6 separate regions of the Mus musculus genome follow, and regions 2, 3, 4, 5 and 6 are each linked to region 1. A link is a contact called in public Hi-C and HiChIP or PLAC-seq data. All regions are on one chromosome and are shown on one strand. Each heading gives the region's core, a stretch centred on a gene start, on an enhancer-like site or on the middle of the called end of the contact. The rest is flanking DNA. Distances are from core to core; before and after follow the strand shown.

Evidence for each region. Hi-C and Micro-C count contacts between places; a contact is called where the count stands out from the background. HiChIP or PLAC-seq counts read pairs in DNA pulled down with a chosen protein or histone mark.
Region 2: an H3K27ac HiChIP or PLAC-seq map of the NIH/3T3 cell line shows a contact between it and region 1, with 10 times the contacts expected there. The contact joins the promoter of Ppifos here to the enhancer-like site in region 1. A contact is called at or near these places in 7 of 39 promoter capture datasets (the 3T3-L1 cell line, 3T3-L1-derived adipocytes, the C10 cell line and 4 more), 1 of 15 datasets of contacts at CTCF or cohesin (large pre-B cells), 1 of 484 Hi-C or Micro-C datasets (cortical neurons) and 6 of 115 datasets of contacts at active chromatin or transcription factors (the NIH/3T3 cell line, double positive thymocytes, embryonic hindbrain and 3 more).
Region 3: an H3K27ac HiChIP or PLAC-seq map of the NIH/3T3 cell line shows a contact between it and region 1, with 12 times the contacts expected there. The contact joins the promoter of 4931406H21Rik here to the enhancer-like site in region 1. A contact is called at or near these places in 2 of 484 Hi-C or Micro-C datasets (the STO cell line and neural progenitor cells), 4 of 115 datasets of contacts at active chromatin or transcription factors (the NIH/3T3 cell line, differentiating embryonic stem cells, embryonic basal ganglia and 1 more) and 1 of 9 other capture datasets (embryonic trunk).
Region 4: a Hi-C map of cerebellum shows a contact between it and region 1, with 1.8 times the contacts expected there. The contact joins two enhancer-like sites. A contact is called at or near these places in 1 of 39 promoter capture datasets (liver), 1 of 15 datasets of contacts at CTCF or cohesin (the NIH/3T3 cell line), 3 of 484 Hi-C or Micro-C datasets (beige adipocytes, cerebellum and ventricular fibroblasts) and 2 of 115 datasets of contacts at active chromatin or transcription factors (embryonic basal ganglia and fibro-adipogenic progenitors).
Region 5: a contact with region 1 is called in an H3K27ac HiChIP or PLAC-seq map of embryonic fibroblasts, with 5 times the contacts expected there. The contact joins two enhancer-like sites. A contact is called at or near these places in 1 of 39 promoter capture datasets (hippocampal neurons), 10 of 484 Hi-C or Micro-C datasets (B cells, brain, embryonic fibroblasts and 4 more) and 9 of 115 datasets of contacts at active chromatin or transcription factors (craniofacial prominence, embryonic basal ganglia, embryonic fibroblasts and 6 more).
Region 6: a Hi-C map of cerebellum shows a contact between it and region 1, with 2.2 times the contacts expected there. The contact joins two enhancer-like sites. A contact is called at or near these places in 8 of 484 Hi-C or Micro-C datasets (the NIH/3T3 cell line, cerebellar granule neurons, cerebellum and 3 more) and 9 of 115 datasets of contacts at active chromatin or transcription factors (bone marrow-derived macrophages, differentiating embryonic stem cells, embryonic midbrain and 6 more).

What each region holds. Positions count from the first base shown.
Region 1 is chr14:24,791,438-24,795,095 of GRCm38.p6, reverse strand. All of the region lies in intron 3 of Gm31838 (a long non-coding RNA gene), which reads right to left. Among named protein-coding and RNA genes, the nearest start is that of Gm31838, 12 kb to the right of the region's middle. Within about 2 kb of position 2,000, at least 104 of the 459 cell types and tissues checked have an H3K27ac peak or open chromatin away from gene starts, as enhancers often do. A contact at or near this core is called in 3T3-L1-derived adipocytes, the NIH/3T3 cell line, the STO cell line and 6 more, where this site is marked.
Region 2 is chr14:25,699,461-25,703,118 of GRCm38.p6, reverse strand. It overlaps Ppifos (peptidylprolyl isomerase F, opposite strand), which reads left to right and starts at 1,837. Exons shown (of 3, transcript NR_028021.1): 1 at 1,837-2,074. It overlaps Ppif (peptidylprolyl isomerase F (cyclophilin F)), which reads right to left. Exons shown (of 6, transcript NM_134084.1): 6 at 2,651-3,652. The coding sequence ends at 3,517.
Region 3 is chr14:25,584,936-25,588,593 of GRCm38.p6, reverse strand. It overlaps 4931406H21Rik (RIKEN cDNA 4931406H21 gene), which reads right to left and starts at 1,790. Exons shown (of 1, transcript NR_033492.1): 1 at 1-1,790. The region is part of intron 6 of Zmiz1 (zinc finger, MIZ-type containing 1); the gene reads right to left. It overlaps Gm32497 (a long non-coding RNA gene), which reads left to right. Exons shown (of 4, transcript XR_003951081.1): 4 at 1-3,658. RefSeq lists an enhancer at 138-3,432.
Region 4 is chr14:25,548,098-25,551,755 of GRCm38.p6, reverse strand. All of the region lies in intron 3 of Zmiz1 (zinc finger, MIZ-type containing 1), which reads right to left. Among named protein-coding and RNA genes, the nearest start is that of Mir3075, 15 kb to the right of the region's middle. Within about 2 kb of position 1,720, at least 61 of the 459 cell types and tissues checked have an H3K27ac peak or open chromatin away from gene starts, as enhancers often do. A contact at or near this core is called in cerebellum, where this site is marked.
Region 5 is chr14:25,475,111-25,478,768 of GRCm38.p6, reverse strand. The region is part of intron 1 of Zmiz1 (zinc finger, MIZ-type containing 1); the gene reads right to left. Among named protein-coding and RNA genes, the nearest start is that of Zmiz1, 18 kb to the right of the region's middle. Within about 2 kb of position 2,083, at least 109 of the 459 cell types and tissues checked have an H3K27ac peak or open chromatin away from gene starts, as enhancers often do. A contact at or near this core is called in embryonic fibroblasts, where this site is marked.
Region 6 is chr14:25,369,990-25,373,647 of GRCm38.p6, reverse strand. The region is part of intron 1 of Zmiz1os1 (a long non-coding RNA gene); the gene reads left to right. Among named protein-coding and RNA genes, the nearest start is that of Gm41113, 7.5 kb to the left of the region's middle. Within about 2 kb of position 1,832, at least 161 of the 459 cell types and tissues checked have an H3K27ac peak or open chromatin away from gene starts, as enhancers often do. A contact at or near this core is called in the NIH/3T3 cell line, cerebellar granule neurons, cerebellum and 2 more, where this site is marked.

The DNA of each region.
Region 1 (3,658 bases), core at 751-3,250:
TTTGTGTTTGGTTCTAGTTTTACCCAAACAACTGTGAACATAAGTGAGCAGTGCCAGTTCTGAACCTAATACATTTACCACCGTGGACACTTTGGGGACTCCATGTATGTATGTCCACCATATGCATGCCTGGTGCCTGAGGAGGCCAGAGGGAGTCAGATTCCCTGGAACTGAACTTACATAGGTCAGGTGATTCCTCCACATGGAATCTGAGAACTGAACCCAGGTCCTCTGCGGATGCTCTTAACCAACTGAACTATCTGTCCAGGCCCCGGAAGCTCCAGTTTTGAGAAACCACTCTCATAAACGGAGGGAACCTGGATCCCTGAATCAAGGGGTGGGAAACAGAGCAGTCAAGTAACGTCAGACAGTAAAGAAGAAACAAGCAAATAAAGCAGGTACGGGAGTGAACCTGACCCTCCGGGCCACCGGATGTAGGGCAGCCTGCCAACCCACATCGAGTGCTGCGTGAAGGAAAAACACACACAGAAAGTCACAAGCCACTGAGACCAAGGGCTCCGATGTCACTGTGATACAGCTCGGTCAATCCTGTTACAAAGGGTTTTCAGATCGAAGTAAAAGGCAGGGGGCATGGAGCACAGCAGATACTGGGGGGAATGATGTGAAACGGTACTGGTGTTGTTACTGATGTAGGGAACTCTTCCATGGTTTTATTCCAAGCATGTTTTAGAAAGGCTGCTGGAAGGACCTAAGGATAAACAAACATAGCCAGACACCAAAGCAGAATGGTTGTCTTCCACACAGTTCAGAGACAAAAGGCGCTGTGACAGGGTCTCAAAAGATTACCAATCAAGCCCTGGCCCCACCTCATGCTTCTGCCCTTTGATGTGCATTAGCAGGTCCCCAGCCTCTGGTGGTGGTCTACAGCCTCTTCCCTTGTAGTCTAGTCGCAGAGTCCAGCCATCCTGAAGCCAGCCCCTGATTCTCAGAAGCTCCTGCCCCACCCTGCCTGGTTACACCCTACTGCATACGCAGAGCCTGGATGCCAGACGCCAACCTCCCCCAGAGCTGGGCTCTGAAAACAGACCAGGCTACAGAAGTGTGGATCCAGGTTCTCTGCCCCCTGTGTGAGATGCCAATGGAGGAGTCTAGGGATCTCTGATGCTTTCAGCACCCTCTGCATGTGTGCCCTAGAGAGAAGAGAGGGGATATTTGCATCTCTGTGCCTGCCCTGGCCACATCCCCAGCCTAACCTCCAGCCCTATGAGCTGATGCAGGAGGAATTTATTTACGGGCTCATTATCCCTGTGACTCACGGCCAGCTTGAGTTGGGGTGTAACGAGGAGCTGGGGAGTGGTCCTGCAAGAGACTGTGCCCATGAGGCCTGGGAGGATGCAAGCCAGGATCCACAGGGCCTCACCACACCCAGAGCCAAGAGGGCAGATGGGAGGAGTGCAAAGGAAATGCCAGCCCTCCAGTTTGTCTTGGCTCTCGCAATTCTAGGCCTTTCCCAAACTCTGGGGTGAGTCCAACACAGAGGCCTCAAATGGAAGGTTTGGCTGGCAACTGTACGTCCCCAAATGTTCCAGGGAACTCGGGCGGATAGAGAAACACTGACAAACATCTTTCCAGTTTCTTTCCCATCAGGAGATCCCTGCCCCTTGGCCCTGCTCCATCAGCCCCCTGGGTGGGAGGTTTTACACAAACACAGGCTATGGCCATGAACTCATTCAAACATCTTTTGCAACCATTACTCTGTTCGCAATGAGTTTAACTTCATCCACTTTGGAGAGAAAAGCAAGGGACTCTATGAAGTGAGGCCCAGTCAGGGAGAGATTAACAATATTAACTAATGATAAAATGCAGCAGTTTAACATGATGTAACAAAGGTGGCATTAATATGTCCTTCTCCCTCTTCAAAGGCATCTCATCGCACGCTTCTTGTACACACATCTGCACTACTGCAACAGCTGACGTGACCACTGAGATGGTTATGACTAGTGGGAGGGTAGTATACACAGTGTGGATACGCGGGACAAAGGAACCAATCACATCCCAGGCAGAACTGAGCACAATGGCAGGATTACTTCATGCTACTCAGAGTAGCACACAATTTGAAACATTTATGCCTGGAATTTTCCATTTAATAATTCCAGGACATGGTTAGTCAACAAGTAACTGAAACAAAACAAAATCACAGTGAGGGAAGGGGGTGGGGGCTGCCTCCTCTCTCTGATTGCTGTCTGGATGTACATTGATACTGTACCTGTCAGAAAAACAGGAGCCACCCAGCTCTTTCAAGCAGGAAAGGATTTAATATAAGAAGTGGGTAAATTGTAACACTGGCCATGATTTCCCTCCGTTCTGTACCTAACACGATGGGAGTTTAGATGAGGGTAGGTCATGTGACTTAGCTTGCTTAAGAAAATATGACAGATGTCATACTATTAATAAGCTGAAGCCTCAAGAGACCTGACATTTCCCCACCAACCCTCCTGGAACCCTGCACAGTGCACTGCATGAACCCATGGCTAAGCTCAGTTACTGCTATGCAATGAGAGACCATCCAACCAATCAGCAGATGGGTCACCTTGTAAACAGATACAGATGCGTGAGTGCGCTCCACCAAGACCAGCGAAGCAATCTGCGGAGCCCAGCCCAGGCTCCAGTCCAATCCACAGTGTGGTGGGTTAAGTATATAACTGTCACTTTCAACACCTAAGTAGGAGGGTGGTTTCTAACTGATACAGAACACCGGGGACAGACAGACAAATGAACAGTGCTGGTACATCAAGTGTAAAGGTTCTGTACAAAAAGGAAGATGTTGCAGGACCAGCAGACACTGCTGTGGGGACTACAAGCATCTCTTCTAGTGTCTTTAAAGTATCCTATCTACCTAGTCCCACCCATCTGCCCATTCTAGCAGGAGGACAATGATATGGCTTCTGCTTCCTTTCCACTTCTGAATCTTACACCATTGCCTCCTGTTGAAATATTATAAAATTCATTCAAAGATCCTTGGAAATGTAGTTCTCAGAACTACAAAGAGAAGGTCACAAAAGCTGGAGACATAGGTCTACATTGCCAACCAGTAAACTCAACCCAACAACTAGTAACCAGGCCCAAGGCCCCACTATGTCCTAGACACTCTTCTGAAAATACTTAGTGGGGAGATGAGAGGGCTTTCTGCTCCCTGTCCTCCTTCCACTGTGCTCCATTGGCTCTAGGTGTCTCTTTGAAGTGATACAGGCACTATTAGCCCATTACATCCTCAGCCATCTCTACCAGTCCTAGTTCTGATTGATCCTTATGGAGGCCAGACGAGTGCATGTCTTCACCAACCTCTTTGGAGTGGACCACAGAAGGAGGAGATGCAGGATCTGGTTATGTTTGCTGCATCAAGACCTGCTCACTTTCTCTATCACCAAATTGACCTTGGACCTAAAAGAATGGCTGAATGTCCAGATGTTCAAAGATGCAGAGGGCTTAGATGGGACCTAAGAGATGACGTCAGCTGGCATAGCTTCCTCAGCTGCCATCCAACTGACTCTGCCCTTGTGTCTGAAGCACTGTGGTAGTTAGCTTCAGATGTCAACGTGTCACAACCTAGAGTCACCTGGGAGGAGAATCTTAATGGAAAATAATATAGGTCAGGTTGGCCCATAGATATATTTGGATGGGGTTTGGGGAGGGGGTT
Region 2 (3,658 bases), core at 588-3,087, 910 kb before region 1:
GCTGGGCTCCACAGGTTGAGAAATGTTAAGAGTCTCACACACACTATGCTAGAGATGCCAGGGCCAAAAAAAAAAAGTTTCCAATCTCATTTCCACATGAAGTCCTAGGAAAGGCAAAAGTCATCGTGTGGTACTAGAACCTAGTGGCTGCCTAGAAAGACGTGTAGGGAAGGTTCTGAAACACTGGCGAGGTTTTGTGTCTTCACTGATGCTCATTAATCAGTGGATGTGGTTTTCAAAATTTTATTGATGGTGCAATTAAAATGTGTGAATTTTACTATATGTAAATTTTTATCTCAGTGAAATCATTCTGAAAAGCTACCAAGCATCTCAGAAATTTGATGTTTTGGTTTTTGAAAGCATAAGGTATCACATCTTATGCCATCTAGAAAGCATATACAGGTTCAACACTTGGTGCACACGTTAGGTACTGAGGGCTACCGATGTATGTATGCACACATTAGGTACTGAGGGCTACCAATGTATGTATGCACACATTAGGTACTGAGGGCTACCGATGTATGTATGCACACATTAGGTACTGAGGGCTACCGATGTATGTATGCACACATTAGGTACTGAGGGCTACCGATGTATGTATGCACACATTAGGTACTGAGGACTTACTGGCAAGCAACAAGCCAGGATTTCCTGTGTTACTTTAAAAGATGCTTCACATAAAAACCAGCCTGGTCTACAAAGTGAGCTCCAGGACAGCCAGGGCTATACAGAGAAACCCTGTCTGGAAAAAACAAAGCAAACAAACAAACAAACAAACAAACAAAACCCCAAAACCTGGCTTGGGCCTCTGAGAGCTGCAGAGGATGACCTTGCCTCTGCCTTTAGGGAGTGGTTTTCAGAAAAATTCTTACATGCTTGCTGTACCCCTAGATTCCACTGGATGGAGACAGAACACACACATCCTCAGGAAACACAAGCCCTCCCACTTCTAACTCTGGACCCCTCTGAAATTGACAGGAGGCAGGTCACAGCTCAAGGAGGGATGGCTTTCCCTTTGACTTGTCCTGGGTGCCTGGAGTACCCCAGGTCAGCAGGCAACTCCAAAAACAACAACAACACATCTTTGACCTGTACCAGAAATACACAAATTTTAAAGTGAGTAAATAAATAATGTTCCTAAAATACTTTTAAAGTGGCTGGGGATAAGCCTATAATCAAAGCTATTCAAAGGACCAAGGCAAAAAGAGTCACAAGTTTTAAGTTGGCCTGGGCCATAGAGTAACTTCAAGGCCACCGTGGACAATGTAGACCTAGCCTACAACTAAACAAAAAGGGGAGGGTTTGGGGTCACAGGTCAGTGGTAAAGTACCTGTGTGACCTCAAGATTTTAGGTAATGATCCTAAGAAGCCCGTGTGTACTTTCTGTACCACCAAGAGCTCAAGAGGTCTGTCCTTTGCCAACTGCTTGACATATTGTCTAGATTAATCACAAGCCAGCCTGTAGCCTCATCTTCTCACCTGTAAGCTGTTGTGCTGCATGAGACATTATCAGTTATTAGTAGGCGAGATCTGCGTCTCAAATGAAGTCCCTCGGCAGCCCCACTGTATAAAGGACTGCAGAGGCTCGTGGACACAGGCACAGAATGCCTGCTCAGGGTCCACACCATCACAGCCAGCTGTTCTGAGGATGCTGGCTGCTCCCAAAATGGCTTTAACTACTACTCCAACCAAACTCTCAACCCAAGGAGCTGAGCTCTGACTTCATGGAAACTCCAAGACTCTGAAGACTCAGCATAACCTCTATGATGTCAGAATGACCACGCCTACCTCTAACCTGACATCACCTGATTCAGGAATTCTATATGGCATGAATGCAATACTCACCGCAGCCAGAGCCCACATCCCTTCTCCATGAGCTATGCTATGTCCCTACCCACCTAAGGAAACTCTTAGTCATGTGCTTGCCCCAGTCCTGTCTTCCCTGAGAATTCAGCAATGAAGAATTCCACATTTCAGTGACCCAGCATGAGAAAAGGGAAACCCACCTCTAACCTTTGGTGATCTCAGCCCCCTTTCCTAAGGATCTCTGACACACGGGAAATGTCACCCTCTTGTAAGTCACTACCCAGAGATTGCTGTGATGATACATCTGGCCCAAGACCATGCACCTCACATGGGTCACACCCAATTCCAGACCTAGATGTCATGTACACATTATGTAGCTGAGAGAAACTGAAGCTCAATCACTAAGCATAGCTGGGACTTCACCTAGAGGTAGTGCTCACGGTGGGGACTGTCTGGACCATCCTACAGGACAGATGGTAGCAAGGATGTTCTCAGTGGCTTCTGAGCTAGTACTTGGGGTTAGGACACAGAATGTTCTACACGGATTTCCTTACAATAAGGCTGAGGACGTGGCTTGTGTGCACAAAGGCCCTAGCATCATAAAACAACAAAACAAACAAAAAACAGTTCAAAGCATAGAACCTAACACATAGTAACTCCAAGACTGGCCCCAGCTGGAGTCAATGTTCCATGCCTGTAATCCCAACAGCATTGAGGAAGGTCAAGAGTGTTTGAAGCTAGCCAAAGGCTATACAGCAAGACCCTGGACCACACAGCAAGACCCTGTCACAAAAACAAATGAGCCCCAAAGATGTAAATTTCATTCCAAAACCAGAGACAGCCATTTTATAGAAAATAGGATTTATTTATCACATTTGAGATGAACACACAGGACTGTCCCAGAAATCTTTTACATATATATTATTGATAGATTGGATTTATTCAACATACAGAAAAAGCAAAGCCTGCCAGAAGACACTTCCCTCTTGAGAACAGCATGAGGTCAGGCAGTGTCTGTAAGTTTTCACCACGGGAATTCACATTGAGCAGAAAGACCGGGCTCACAGGTCTGTTCCCAGGTCCTGCTGCTTCTATTTCACAGGCTTTCAAAAATCACAGCAGCAGCCAGCAGGATTCACAGTGACCAGGAGGGAAGGCATTGACGCTGGGACTTTCACAAGAGCCCTGAGTGATGTCTCAGAAGCCAGGCTGGGAGGTGGGGGGGTTGGGGGTGTCTGTGGCTTGTGCCAACTCAGGTCACACATGGACAGTGCCGTGAGTGTCACAGCAACACAGGTCACACACGGACAGTGCCATGAGTGTCACAGCTTTGTTTCGATGAGATCTTGAATTCTATGTTAAATTATTGCAAGGAGGAAGACAACATTAAATAGCAACTGCTATCCCCACTGATCAAGGAAAAGAGTCAGGAGCCTTCCCTGACTAACTGGTCAGCATTGCCAATGTCCAAGGCACACGCACATGGCAATCACGGGGACATCGGCTGAGGGTACATGGCCCGATGGCCATACTGATGCCCAGAAACGGGATCTGAGGCAGGATGGACAGTGGAGAGCAGCCTGGTCTGGGAGGACCATGCCTGAGTGGCCTTCCTCAGACTCAATAGAAGTGGGTGCAAACTGTTCTTTGGAGAACCTGGGTGAATCAAGACATGGATGCCTGCTGCTGTCCTAGCACCTTGGCTGTGAGTTAGCTCAACTGGCCACAGTCTGTGATGACAATCTTCTTAGACGTCTTCCCACTTTTTGAGCCGAAAGATTCTATTTTCTTCACAACATCCATGCCCTCTTTGACATGGCCGAACACGACATGCTTGCCATCTAGCCTGTGG
Region 3 (3,658 bases), core at 541-3,040, 790 kb before region 1:
ACCACTTAGTGTTGGACGGCCATTCGGTATGCTCTTCCTTGGTAAGCTGGTTGGTGTTTTTAAAAGGTTAACCTGACGACATCCCAGGCATTCCCACATGGCCCTTGTTTTTAGTGGCCACTGTGGCCATGGAGAAACTCAGCCCTTTCCCTGAGTGCAATGCTCTTCCCACATCTGCCTGCTTTCTAACACAGCTCTGCCTCTTCTCCAAAGTGAGGTTTTAATACCCTGGGGATCATCCAACTGCCCTCCCCCCAGTTCCTTAGCCTGGGAATGCTGGGCCCACAAGTTTCCTCCCACTGGTCCTCTTTGTTGAAGAGCAGAGCAAGGTTACAGGAGCCCATGGCACAGCCCTCAGCGAGATGGGAGTTGGGGGAACCAGGGTCATTGCCCCAGTCTTCCTGGGTCACTCAGGAGGAGGGATAGCTTCCTGGGGCCCAAACTGGACTCGCTTTCAAGCAAATTCTGTCACTAGCACTGAGAACTATAGGGCTGGAGTCTGTCTGTCCCTCTCAGAGCCTCGATTTCCTCCTCTGTAAATGGGTGTGCTAACAACAGAGCCCCAGTGACCTCTCCCATGGCACAGAGAACACAGGTTTTGGCCACAACACATATCTGATGGTTAGTCAGTTCCCACAGGCTGGCAGTAAAATCCAGAGCCATTTCCATGGGATCTGGCCTGGGAGGGGCGAAGGCCCGGCAGAAGGAAGGAAGCCAAGCCCTCCCCCACAGCCCAGCTCTGCAGAGTTCACATGGGGGTGGGGGTGGGGATGGTGTCCAGGAGGAAGTCTGTCCCTGGCCTTGAGAAGGTGCCCCAGCCTGCCAGGCAGGCTGGTGTTTCAAGGACAAGGCCTTGCCTTCCTGCTATCTCTGGGGGAACTGGCAGCCACTAACAAATCCCCTGCAATCTGCACCCACCAATCCTGCCTGCTCGCTGGGCAGCCAAGAGCCGTTTTTCACGGGGAGCTGCACACAGCTTTGTCTTAGAGAGACAGCTCTGGCGGGTGCCCCTGAATGGGGCTATTTGTCCTCCATGCTGAAGGGAAGGCAGCTGAATGCTCTGTTGGGGTGGGCAGAGGCAGAGAGGGTGGAGAAAGGCTATGGGGGAGGGTGAAGGTAGAGATAGCAGCCACGACACTATGAGAGACCAGAAGTGCTGTCCACCACGGAGGTGTCTCAGAGTCACCATGCAGCTCGGTGAGTGCAAAAAAAAATCTTGTTTCCACAGCAATGGGACACTGGTATATGACCGGCCTTCCCTGGTGTAAAGAGCCCTGGCTGGTAGAAGTTGAAATGACCTGACTGGTTTTGGGTGCCTTTGTCCCATCCCAGCCCCACGACAAATTAACTACGGGGCTGCCACACTAGTGCCGTAGAAGGCCCCATTCCAGCCCCTATCCCTGAACTGAGAGCTCTAGAGTGAGACCCAGTATCTCTTAAGAGCCTCTTCCACAGATCACAGGCAGAGAGAGGCAAGGCATGTCTCAGTGTCTCCACTAAGACCAGCTGACATCTGACAGGCACATGACTCATTAGGGAAACAGAGCAGGCATGCATCTGGGGACTTAAAGCCAGCAAGCGACATTATTTCCACTCCCGTTCTGGGACCTGGGCTGCTGTACTGGAAGGTGTGCTTAGAACAGAGGTCAGAGGTCAGAGAACCCAGTAGACTTTACCCATCTTGGGGATGCAGACCCAAGGTTTCCATTCAAAGGATGCAGAACATCTGCGTGATGGTGCTACTCCACGAAGAGCAAGTAAGTGCACATAACTAACAGGCATGTCCTAAAACCACACAGCAGTCCCACGTCCACAGCCAGCTCTGGGCAGCCTGGCTGTGTTAAGATTGGCAAACACCCTCTGCCTGTCCCCACTTGAATCATTCCTCTGCCTCCTGTGGTCCCTTCTCCAAAAGCTTGCTGGTGCCTGTCAGGATGGCCTGGGTATTCTTGATGCCTCCCACAGTAGCTGGGTGCCTATTCTACCAATAGTCCCTTTAAACCACCCAAGCATCCAAGCATTGGCTATGCCAGGGAGAAAAAAGAAGACAAAAAAAAAAAAAAAAGCAGCTGGCACCCCCACCTGTGCCCCAGCCCCATTATGGATAGCTTGGGGCGCATCTTCCTTTCCTTTGGTCCCTGGGCTGCTTACCTTCTGGGCTCTGACATTCTCTATTCTGCTATTTCAACATGTGCTGGCTGCTCAGAGGGTCAGCTGAGGCTACATAGATCTATTCAAGCATAGACACCAGCGGAGGCATGCAGGCAACTCTTGGGGACCCTCGGACATGGCGACTGCCTGGTTTCTCGCTCCCATGTAGGCTGAACAGAAGGCTGAACCACTGAGTGAGCGCCCAAGAGGCTGACATTACAGTACAGCCTGCCAAGTTACTCTGGGCTGGCATGCGGTGGTGGAGGGGGCTGATGGGCATTGCTACAGCCTTGGAGGAGAGCCTGGGATGTGTCAGGTGCTGGGGGCTGGGCAGGTGACCTTCTATCTAGGAAGGGGTGGGGGGTGTGGGAGGGTGCAGCCGGCCCCTCAGGAGCCTCAAGATGAGGATGCAAGTGCATGTGCGCATGCGTGCTCCTGCTCCCGTGCGCGCAGAGGCTAAAGGCTGCAGCAGAACAAAGAGTTGGGGGCTGGGCATCAGAGGGCCCCACGTGGAGGCGGCTGCCTGGGCGGCTTGCTGTAGTGTCTGGGCTGTGCTCAGCTCTGCATTCCGTCTCTGTCTCTCTCATTTTCGTGCCATACAGTGCTGCCCCCAGGCCTGAGCCTGCTCACCGTCACCACCCTGCTCACTGCCACAACCACGCACACAGCCCAACTCTTTGGTAGCATTCTTGACAAAGCATCTCCCCTCACAACATGATCTCATTGCAGGGCCTTCTCAGGCCCCAGCCTGGCCTCCTGACAGGCGAGACAGAAGGCAGAAGGGTGGGAGAGGCGCCCATAGATGCAGCTAGTTGCGCGTGCACACACTGCTCAGCCATTCCGTAACAGTCATACACCACCCCCAGAACCCACACACATCTGTGAACACCTATAGGTCTCTGTGCACTGAAACCCCTCCACCATCACAGGACTCCTCAGGTACATGTGTTCATACTCAACAGTCAGACATACCAGGCATGAGCATACACGAGTATGCAAACAGACAGACAGACATGTGCATGTGCATGACATACAGCCACACACACAGAGATGCAGACCTTGTACACACATACCCATACAGTCAGACATACCAGGCATGAACATATATGATCATGCAAACACACATATATACATACATATACACATTACATACATATGTACATAAATACACACATAATACAATGTACACATGCATGACATACAGCCACACACAGACCATGTACATACCCACACAGCCAGAAATACCAGGCATGAATACACAGGGAGATGGCCTTGAACACACTTATAGCACTCCACACTCACAATGCACACATGCACGATACTTATAGCACTCGACACTCACAATGCACACAGGCACGATCCACAGCCACGAGACGCACATACTTCACATAAAGACACACATGCATGCACAGCCATACACATGTAGAGCCACATGTACCCAGTGTGGGGTTAAAGTCTGAGAGCAAGGAAACTCGGAAAGTCACAGAAAGTCAAGGAAGATAGATAT
Region 4 (3,658 bases), core at 471-2,970, 760 kb before region 1:
GGAATGAGGGCCTGTGGGTGTGGAGAGGACAGGTGATGGACGATGGTCAGAGAGGGTCAGCAAACTCTTCCCACCCTTGATCTGACGTTAGGGGGAGTAGCTCAGGCCTCAGACTTGGGGCAAGGTGGCCGACCCCTGGGGCAAAGCTAAGTGCACTGAATTCTAGCCTGTCCCCGGGGTCCCTTAGATGGGCTCCAGAGCCTGTATTTGGGAACAGCCTCTGGGATAGATCTACAGCTTGCTTGGGAACCATGAGTGGCCTCTGGGCAGCCTTTCCCTTCTGCATATTCCACAAGAGTGGGGCAACTCCAGGCCATCCACCCCCTCACGGCTCATCTCCTCAGAAGTAACATGACCATTTGTGGATGGAACCACAGAACTGTCCCATCCCCACCACCCCAATCCCTGACTAGGGCTCAGAGTAAAAAATTCAGGCCTAGATCACTCACAATGGTTCTTCCCCACCAGGAAAGGCCACCCAAAAGCCCACAACTTGCTGCTGTTGGTTCTATCTCCTGCCACCAGGACTGGTAAGAAAGCTGTCACAGGCCCTAGAGGAGGCTGGCACTGGACCCAAGACCATGGGATCTTCTGTCCAATCACAATGGCTACCAAGTGCCTAGCTTGGAGAAATGATGTTCCCTATCAGGCTGTATTGTCCTGACCTCCCATGCCTCCTCCCCCCAAACACATGGACATGTGCAGTGGTCCTAGATGAGTCGCAAGCCTCAGTTTCTCACTAAAGTTGACATGGTAGAAGGGCAGGTAAATCAAGGCCATAGGTAGGGAAGAGCCCATTATGGGCGTCAGGATGCTTGGCTCAGGCAGGGTAAGAGTCAGGAAATGGATTAGTTCAGGGCTGCACCTGAGAAGCCTCCACAATGCCACCATCACCTGCCTTAACCTGGAGAGCCAGCATCCCAGGACAGAAACTTGGAGCTGTGTGAGCATTTTCATAACCTATCCCCGGAACTCAAGTGTACCCTGGTACTTCTTTCAGTCATGTATCCAGGAGGCTAGTGGAGCTCCTGGGCTGGTCTCTGTTGGAAAGTGGGCCCAGTGAATGGCTCTGGGTGTGAGCCTGCCACCACCCTGGCACCCTTCCATGAAAGGGATAAATAGGAAAGAAAGAGGGGCAAGTTAGGGAAGGATGCTGCTGCTTTCATGATCCTTGCTGCCTCTCCTCATGCAAGATTGCTGATTGGAAGCCAGGGGCCTCAGAAGAAGGCGGGTGGTAGAAATGACAATTGTTCCCGTGGCCTACCCACCCGATGTGCCTGCTCACCCGCTGCCCGGTCCCCACTTGCTTCGGTCTCACCAACCCCTTCCCTGCCCCCTTGCTGGCCTGAGATGGCTGTTGCCATAGCAACCCTGCTCATTCAATCCGAGGATAATGAAGCCAATGTGTTTTTCATTCCCATGAGCTAGACTGCAGGAGCAGCGTGGTGGTGGTGGTGATGTGTGTGTGTGTGTGTGTGTGTGTGTGTGTGTGTGTGTGTGTGTGTGTGTGTGTGTATGTGTGTGTGTGTGTGTTGGGGGTTTCCCTCTTGCCCCTCCTTCCTGTCTGGGGAAGAGACAGCAGGTGGAGCCTGACTAGCAGAGGGTCAGACACGGGCTTGTGAGAAAGAGATAAACCTTGAAGCCACCAAGTTCTTAGTCTACCATGGCAAGCACAGGCTGGGCAGTGCCAGCTGGAATGGCAAGTCCTTCTTGCCAACAGTCAGATCAGAAGTGGCTCAATGCCACAAAGAGTGAGTAGGATACAGGACCTGGGCAGAACAGGGCTCTACTTCTAGCTTGTGTCTCTGGTCTCTCTTTGGTACAATCAAGTTCCCCTAGTTCTTTTTGAGTTCTACCTCATTGCCTAACCATCTATAGGACCCAGGGGTCCGGAATCCCTTGCTTCTACAAACACACAGCCAAGGCTGGCAAGCCATACAGACCTGTTATCCATGCACTCAGACACTGAGACAATAGGACAGCTAAGAGCTGCAGGCTATCCTGGGTTACATACTGCCTCCAAGTCCAGATTGATTTGCATAACAAGACTGTCTTTAAGAAAAATAACTGGGCTGGAGAGATGGCTCAGAGGTTAAGAGTACTGACTGCTCTTCCAGAGGTCCTGAGTTCAAATCCCAGCAACCACATGGGAGCTCACAACCATCTGTAATGGGATCTGATGCTTTCTTCTGGCGTGTCTGAAGGCAGCGACGGTGTACTTGTAAGTGTACTTGTAACTACTTATACTTGTGTACGACGGTGTACTTGTAAGTAAGGTATACTTACATACATGAAATAAATAAATCTTTAAAAAAAAAGAAAGAAAAGAAAATAACTAACAGCAAATAAGTAAAGCCTGCCGACCTGTCAAAATAATTCTGACCTGTTGCTACCAATGACTATCTCTTTAGGTTGCTGTTGGGGGCAGGGGTGGTGGTAGCTGCACGCAGTAGGCTCTTTATAAATGTGTATCTCCCTTCTCTTCTTCCTCCATGTATCTCTGATCTCCAGCTCAGTGACAGCATCGTTTAGGAAGTGTTCCATAATGAGGCAGAAGTCGGCTGCTCTGACCATCTTGCCTTCTGCTAGCTCTGGGCATGCCTTTCCTTCCGGAAGGGAAACTGAGGCCTGAGCAGGGGTGGCCTGGCCAGCAGGCAGGGCTGTCTAAATGGAGTGGAGACACACTGGGGCCTCATGGCTCACAGTGGCCACCCTACCAGTCTCCCCAGTCTTCTCCCAGGCAGGAAGCCAAAAGGACTCCTGCAGAGCCTGGCCTGCCTCTCCCATAAGTCAATCACCTGGGAGGCCAGTGGCCCTCTGCCTCGCCAGGCTGACAGATGACGGGGAGGGAGAGGAAGCTTGCCAGGCAGCCAGTGGGGGTGGGAAGGCCAAGGTGGAAAAAATCAGAGCAGGGTTTGAAAGATGAAGAAATAAACCTGCCAGGAGGGAGACAGCCTCAATCTGTCCTCCATAAAGCTGTCTCAGGGCCACCAAGGACGTCGGCGGATGGAGGGGACCGGAGATAGCTCCTCCTGGAACCTCTGCTGCCCCCACAGCCCAGCTGGCCTCCAGATCTGACTTGGTGAGGGTTCCAAAGAGGGACCTGGCTGGGTTTCTGGGGCATAGCGGGTGACAGGAGGGGAAGGTGGGGGCCTGAGGCCTTTTTTATTTTTTTTTGGCTTTCCTAACCATTTGCACACAGATACAGAAGGCACTCGATACTGACATCTGGACCAAGTGAATGGAGGAAGGCATTGTCATGTTTGCAGTTAACAGAAAGAGCTTGGGCACAGCTGAGTTGGCTTCAGGGTGAACCACAGGCAACCTATGTCAAACTACAAAACTGAGCCTCTTGGTACCTAGCTCCCAGGCCCATGTAAATCCACCTTCTCTAGAAGCTTCCTTGTAGGGTGGGCACCTCCTCATGGCATCCTTGGTAGCACCCATCCTAGCAAGTGTGGGCAGGAGAAAACTAACTGTCACGTACTCTCATTCTCTCCTTGGGGCCATGAAGAACCCTGGTTTTTAAAAACAGTGACCCTCAAAATCTGCTCATGACGTACGATCAACAGATGAAAGGATCTTAGGAAGTGACAAGGCGGGGTAGGGGGTGGGGGGGAGGCGGGGAGCCCAGTGCAAGGCAAGAAGGAACCCTTGG
Region 5 (3,658 bases), core at 834-3,333, 680 kb before region 1:
GGGACCCTGCATGCCAGAGCGGCATCTCTGACCACAGTTTCATCTCCAGCTGTACCCCAGTGTGCTCTCCAGACGAACTGTGAACACTTGCCCACCCCCACTCACCCACCCCTCTCCCAGGAGGGGATAGTAGCATCTCTGCTGATCTAAAGTAGAATACCCATAAGTCTGGAGCACTTATGTCACTCACTGGTTGCCAGGGACAACCTCCTCCATCTCAGCATCCCATGCTTTCTGGCTCTCCAGTCTACTGCCCCACCACTCCACAGGTGTTCAAGGAAGTGAGTGTGAGCCTCTAATCCCCACTGTGTTTTCCCATTCATGAGACCAGGTAGCTAACTGAGCAATGGCACACTCCGGCCTGGGTTCCATATGCAATCTAATGAGCAGGCCTGAAGAAATCAGCAGCAGGGCTTGCCTCGAGCTTTAGAGGTTCCTCAGGCAGGCGGGAGGAAGATGAAGGCAGCACAGGGGCTGAGTGGGCCGTCCGTGGCTTCAGAAGCCTTAAAAGCTAGTAAAAGGTTTAATTCTGCATAATGACTTACAAAGTGACAAGCAAAATAGATTTACCGTGACAGCTTGAAAGGAAAACCACAGAAATAAAATTACACTCCAGCTCTTCCCGGATCTTTGCAACCTGTCCCCTCCCTCCAGAAACCCAGGAGCTTGGGAGGGCCCAGATGGTCAAGAGGACGTGAAAGAGTGGTGGCCTTGTCAGTGAGGAGTGGGACAGAGACCAGGGCAGGAACTGGTCCTCAGTCCCAGATGCAGCTGGGGGTCAGAGTTGGGTGCCTGCCCTCCAGATAGTGAGTTCCTAGCCTCCCAAGCCGAAGTCTATGATGAACTGACAAAGGAATTTTGCTGGTGCACCTGAGCATGCTGGCACACACAGCACAAACCTCTCCGTGTCCACCAGGACCCAGGACTTCCAATTTCTACCTGCTTCCTACAGTATCTAACAGAGTGATTCCATGGAACGGCCCAGCTTTCAGGACTCCCAGGAGGCTCCGGGAGGCTCCCCTGCTAACCCTGCCATAAGCCAAGCATGCCACATTAGCTCTACACTGTAGAAGACAGGAGAAAGCAAGACCCAGCAGGTCTATCGTGGGAAGGTAAGTGAGCTGGAGTGTCAGCCCTGCTCTCTGTCTCCACAGCCGTCTTGGAAACTGTTCACACAAAGGTCAGGGCTATAGAGCAGGACCACTCAGCTCCAGTGGATGAGAACAGAGGACCTGGGACAGTTCTGCCTCTGCTATGAACTACAGAAGCGCTCCCAAGAGGCAGCAACCCTTCCATCTCCCGAGGGCAAACAGTCCAGGCAACACTCAGGGCTCTCCATTCGGGCAATGCTGGTCACTATGCCCAGAATGTTACTCAGGCACACCAACAGATGGATCAAAACAAAGAGTCGAGCCAAAGAGATGATCAACAGGTACTGACACGCCAAATGGAAAGAAAGAACTGACTCCTAAAAGTTGTCTTCTGGCACACCCCTCCCCCCAACCCCATACACACACTGTTAGCAGAAGGCCTAATGTCAAGAAAAAGATCCAGAGACATGGTGCTGAGCACCACTCCAAGTCCAGGAGATGGATGGGATCACCCATTGCAGAGGCTGATGTTCCAGGAACAAGCCCAGAAGACTGCCTGGAGTCCAGTGGGTGTCCCAGAGAACAAAGAGCCACCTTGGGTAAGCGTGGACTGGAATGTGTCTGCAGTAGGAATGCAGAGGTGGCTCCAGTCAGACCTGGCTTAACCCAGGAGTAGCTCAAAGCCCACCCACCCCTGAGGGCTCAGGAGCAGCTAGCAGAGAAAAGATGGCACCGTGGGGAGGGACTACAGTCAGAGCCTGGCCCCCTAACATCCTCCTGCAGCCTGATCTGGTTAAGAGTCCAGCAAGGCTTAGAGTCTTCCTCGTGTCCCTACCTGTCATTTCTCATTGCCACCCAGCAACTCCAGCCTTGGTGAAATGAAATGCTGTCCTGTGTCTTTAACCGAAAGAGCCAGGGACGTGCCTGGGCAGGCCTGGACACCATGTTTACCCAGCAGAAGGTGGCCCTCCCTCTACCCTCCCCAGAGCTGGCAAGCCAGGGCCATTTGCCATAGACTTGCCTGGTGTGTAGGCTGCCTATGTGGTTCAGGCCCCAGATCTGCCCAGGGTCTTGCCCAAGAGGCCCTTCAGCCTGGCCAGGCTTCCAAAACTGAGAGAGTTCTCCAAGCCAGCAAAACCAGGGCAGTCAGCAAGGCAGAGGAGTAACTGAAGTACAGGTGTCTACAGACCCGACCATTTTGCACATTTTGCCTTGCCCTGAAGATGCTCTGAGAGCCAGGCCAGGCTCTCTGCTCCAACTGGGAAGGTGAAGAAGGTCAAGAAAGCACAGAGGGGCTGGGCCAGGCTTATGGGCCCAGCTGCAATCTGGGAATGAACCACACTGAGGTGGTTCACTCCTTCTGAATACGAGGATGTGCATCCAAACCACAAACCCACCAGCACTGTGTCAAAGGTGGCGTCACTTATTATTCACTGTGTAGAGAGCGTTCTGGAATGCTTGCTAGCTGCCAGCCGCAGTGCAGGGTGTTGGCGAGTCAGGGCTGAGAGTGGCGGCCATCCTGATGACAAAGGATCCCACAGAAGTCGGCAAGCAGTGCCTGAGGAATCGGGCAAGGGCGGCCTATACACTTGACTCTGCTGTTGGGCTAGGGCAGGCTGTGGCTTGAGGCAGGCTTTGCAGGGTGCTTAGGAGTTCCCCAGGCATACAGAGCAGGGGAGACAGAATGCACAAAGTCTGTACAAGTGAAATCATGGCTGGGGCCTGATAACAGGCAGCCTAAAGGCCAGGCCTTGCTGTGGAAAGGCCCACAGGATTAGTGAGCAAAGGGGGCAGGTGTCCATGGCTCAGGTGTCTTCTATTTAGATCCATTCTGGTGGCCAAGGGGAGACAGGGCAAGAATGGAGTCTAGAGGGCTTTGGGCATCAGAAGGTCGAGTCCAGGTGTTATACCACAAGACAAGTGCCTAGGACAGAAACCCAATCTCATGGTCGCAGGCATAGGGTGGCATCAAGGTGACTCCAAGTTGCAGGCAGCTCAGCCAGGTGATAACAACCCTAGCCTGAGTCTTAAGGTGACCTTATGCAAGTTTAGAATAAAGTCTTCCCTCCCCATAGATACTTTACCATTGTTCTCCAGGATGTTATTTAATAAATTTATCATCAGCAGGGAGCTACCACGTAAGCAGCATTTGTGCAGGGCGAAGCCTGCACTAGCACACTAGCAGATGCACTGCCAGCCAACTGCACATAGCTGTCAGCAGACAATGAAAAGGGTTGGAAGACTGGGGCTCCAGAAGTAAACAACAACAACCACCACCACCACCAAGCCAGGTACAGAGTGAAGAACAATCAAGGCAGAGCTTACTAACCCTCCCTGCTGTTCTCCATGAGAAATCCAAATAAAATAAGGCGTGTACTTATCACTAGAAGGGACCCCAAAGAGAAAAAATTAAAGTAGCTGTTCAAACAAGGCAAATCAAGGCACTACTCAGGCAGAAACAGAAAGCACCGGTTTGAAGCTGGATGCTAGCCAACGGTAAAGAATCAGTGATAGTCTTGGGACTTGGAAAAAAAGAAAGATGACATTTTTTTAAAGATCCCAAAAAG
Region 6 (3,658 bases), core at 583-3,082, 580 kb before region 1:
CTCCTATGCTTAGTCCCGGGCCTGGTACTTCAAGGGCATTCAGTGAAGATTTGCTAAATAGGTGGTGAATTTGAACTGCCTCCTGTGCAGTGGTAACCCAGTACAATGCAGTCTTTCCTATGTGATGTGGCCCTTGGGTCCACTGATCTTCCTCCTTTAGGGATGCAGTGGCTGTTGTGTCAGGAAGCTCTGCTCAGCCTGGGTGGGTCTGTTTTCCTGCAAAGAGCCTCCCACACTCAGTCACTGATGCAACCAGGGGAGGAAGAGACCAGGTAATCTGTGCCTGAGGCCTATGCTCTACCTGGGCACTGCCCAAAAGGAAACACTGTTTGCCAAGAAGTCTTAAGATCTTCCCCAGGAGTAGAGGATGGTAGAAGAGAGTCTTTACGCATGCAGGCTTGTTTTCTCGCCTGCCGACCGTTCATAGCTATCTCCAAGCCCACAACTAAGGCTGTGTTCTGTCTAGGTTTCTGGGTTATGGTCCTTCATACCCACCCCCTCCCCTGGCTCAATCTGTGCCTACCCTTTTCATTTTCTGATCCCACGGGCCTGACTTACCTTCGCCTGTTTGGGCCTCACTTTCATGCATCAAGTGGGACAAAGAACATTGGGAGCTCGGTAGCATTTGGAGGATCTGGTAGACTAACCAGTACCCATTACACATTAGTTTTTGAAAGCCTGTCAGTTAGATGTTCCTGACAGAATGCAGAATCCTTTCTCTGGGGTGTAAGAGACCTACAGATACTGATCCGAGGAGATGCCCATGCATAGAAGTTTATGGAAAATGTTGGGAGTGCAACTCTAGGGGGTGTTTATGAGCATGTATTGCTCCTTGGGACTGTAATGCATGCTTTAGGGGGCAGCTGGCCACTAGCTCCACCCAGTGCTCGGAGGATGCAGCGTCTGCAGCCACCAGTTTGCTCTGCAAGGATGTGGCTAGCTGGATATCACAAACCAGCCACAAGAGTCCAGTTGTCCTAAGGAGGTCAAGGGCCTCAAAGAGCCTTTGCTTTGGACCCCGTACTGTTCACATAATGGCCTCAATGCTCAAGTACTGGCCTGGGAGAATTCCTGCCTGTCCACTTATGCACGCATGTACATATGTATGCACACCATTCATACGCTTATGGGAACAGAACTGCAGACTGATTTATTTACTAGCACGGACAATCTGAGTGTCTTCCAGCTTGTCCTTTGTTCAGTGTCAGAATATGATGCCAGGTAATGCCCAGAAAGAATCTTCTATTTAGTTTCTGCTGCCTTTCAGCCATCCCCATTTTACTGGCTAGAGAACGGAGGTAAGAAGGGATAAGTGCTTTGCCTTAGGATCCAAAGCAAGGAAGTGACAGAGCCAGTAGCAACAAGAAAGGTACCAGGGTGTCCTGACCAGTGTTGGGGCTCCTCTGGGAGGTGGTGTCTGCCCCACTGGAGAGTGTGATTTAAGCATCTTCTCCACTCAGCACTCCCATTTTGCAGATTGGAAGAGTGACTGTGCTCACATCTGGTAAGCTCTGAGCAGGGGCTGTGGTTTCAGCCCACACAGCTGGGAAATTCCAGGCCTGAGGCTGCTGCTGGGTGCACAAGGTTCATTTAGAATCCAAATGAAAAATAATGATACTAAAAAGGAGCTTGACAAACACGGTTGCATACAGAAGCCTGGGGGCCGGCCATTTCCTGAGACTGCTCTTCAGGGCTGCCTGCCTGCCCAAGGCCTTGCCCACTGCTGGGGATCCTTGGCCAGCCAGCCGATGGCCCTGGCAGAGCCTCTAACTGAGCCCTACCCCCAGTCCTGCTGACACAGGCATCCTGGTCCCTTACCTCCCAGCCCTCCCTTGCCTGCTGGCAGGCTGTGGTAACAAGATGCCCTTTGTGTGTGTGTTGGGGGAAGGGGGCAGTGGGCAGCTCCTATGCTGCTTCTTGCTTCTGAGTCACAGCTCCTGCCAGCTCTGGGGACAGAGAGTTGCAGGTGACTGGCCAGGCGGCAAGAAGCCCAAGACCTTGGAGATGACCTCAGACAACCCCTTCCTCAAACAGTGGGGAAAGTGAGGCTGAGAAGGGGGAAGGGAGTGTCCTCTAGGCACTTGTTAAGGGGGAACATACTTCTGTAGCCAGGGGCTTCCACACTTGCAGGGACTTAGTAATATCCTTTGTTCACCAGAATAGCTACTGTGTCCAGGGACACATATGTACAAGCTCACACATGTGCATGTGAGCACATGTTCATAAGCATGTGATTGAATGAACTTGTGTCAGTATTCATGTTTCCCTAAGGTCCCCACACTTCCTCCAAGACTTTAAGGCCTGGCCTCAGGGACATTTGTCTATTCTGTCTGATGCAGAGGTGACCTAGGCTTGTCCTTACCCACTGCTTAAACATTTCCACCAAGGCAGCTGTGTGTCTGTGATGGGCAGTTCACTTCTTGACACGTCACGCCTGAGCCCGAGGTGATATGTCTCAGCTCCCTGACGTAGTGCAGTATGGGACTCACAGTGGCTTTAGACAGATGATATTTCTGAGGACACTGGCTCCAGAGCCAGGCTGCCAGGCTGACTTCTGGCTTCCTCATTTCCTGGTGTATGACTTAGGATCTTTACATCTTCTCCGGGTCTCCATTTCCTCATCTGTAAAGTGGAGACCTCAACAGACTTGCCTCTCAGGGTTGTTTTTTTTACACATTACAGGGATTGGTTTTTACCCATGAAGCTCTGAGAACTCCTAGCTGTCTCTGGCAGGCCCTTAAGGAGTATTAGAGTCTATTATTAGTGCTTTTCCTGAGCCCACGCAACCCCAAGGGAGATGCAGAGGTCTGGAGCTGACTTGGATTCACAGCCTGGTTGTAAGACTGAGGAGAGGACAGGTTTTTTTTGGTCTGCTGACAGATCAGCAACAGAAATGGCAGAGGCTTTTCTTGGGAGGACATGACTGTTCTGGGCTATGGCCTCCTGAATGTGGCCACTCTGAACTGTAGCTTCCAAATTTCAGCATCTCTGATGTCCCATGGGCCTCCCAGACACAGCAATAGCTAGGCTTCAGGAGGGAAGACAGTGAGGCCCCTGGCTAGAATGGGGGCTTTGGTGGCTTTGGCTGGCAGTACATTCTCTCTCGCTGCTGCTGTGATGCCTTACCTAATGCTGGGATGACCATCTGGGTCCCAGGGCTCTGAGGGGACCTGCCGGCCATCTGCCTGCTTGGCATTGCCTGCTTCCGAGAAGCAGCAGGGTGGCTTGGGCAAAGCAGCCCCCATCCGCTTCCTCCCCCACTACCTACCACCATTCTCTGGCTGCCATGAGGATGCTCATCTTAGGTTCCTGCCCCGATTTTCCATGCATATACACAAAGCCCAGGAATTAGGAAGCCCAGCTGTCCTACCTGTCATTGCAAAGGTAGGAAAGTCATGTCACTCTCCTGGATTCAGGCTTTCAGTTCATACAGTGCACAATGCAGGTTCCTGTGTCCAGATGTTGTGTCCAGTCAATGCTGCCTGAAGACCTAGAGTCTGACTTGAGGGGAGGGAATATTATGGATTTAAGGGAAAGGGAAAGCTCCCCATGGTCATCTGGGAGCCTGGGGCCAGGTATAAATTATCTATATTCTCAATAAGTCACATTTACCCAGGTACAGGGATGGGTTCTTTGCATGGTTATAGTGATGGTTTAT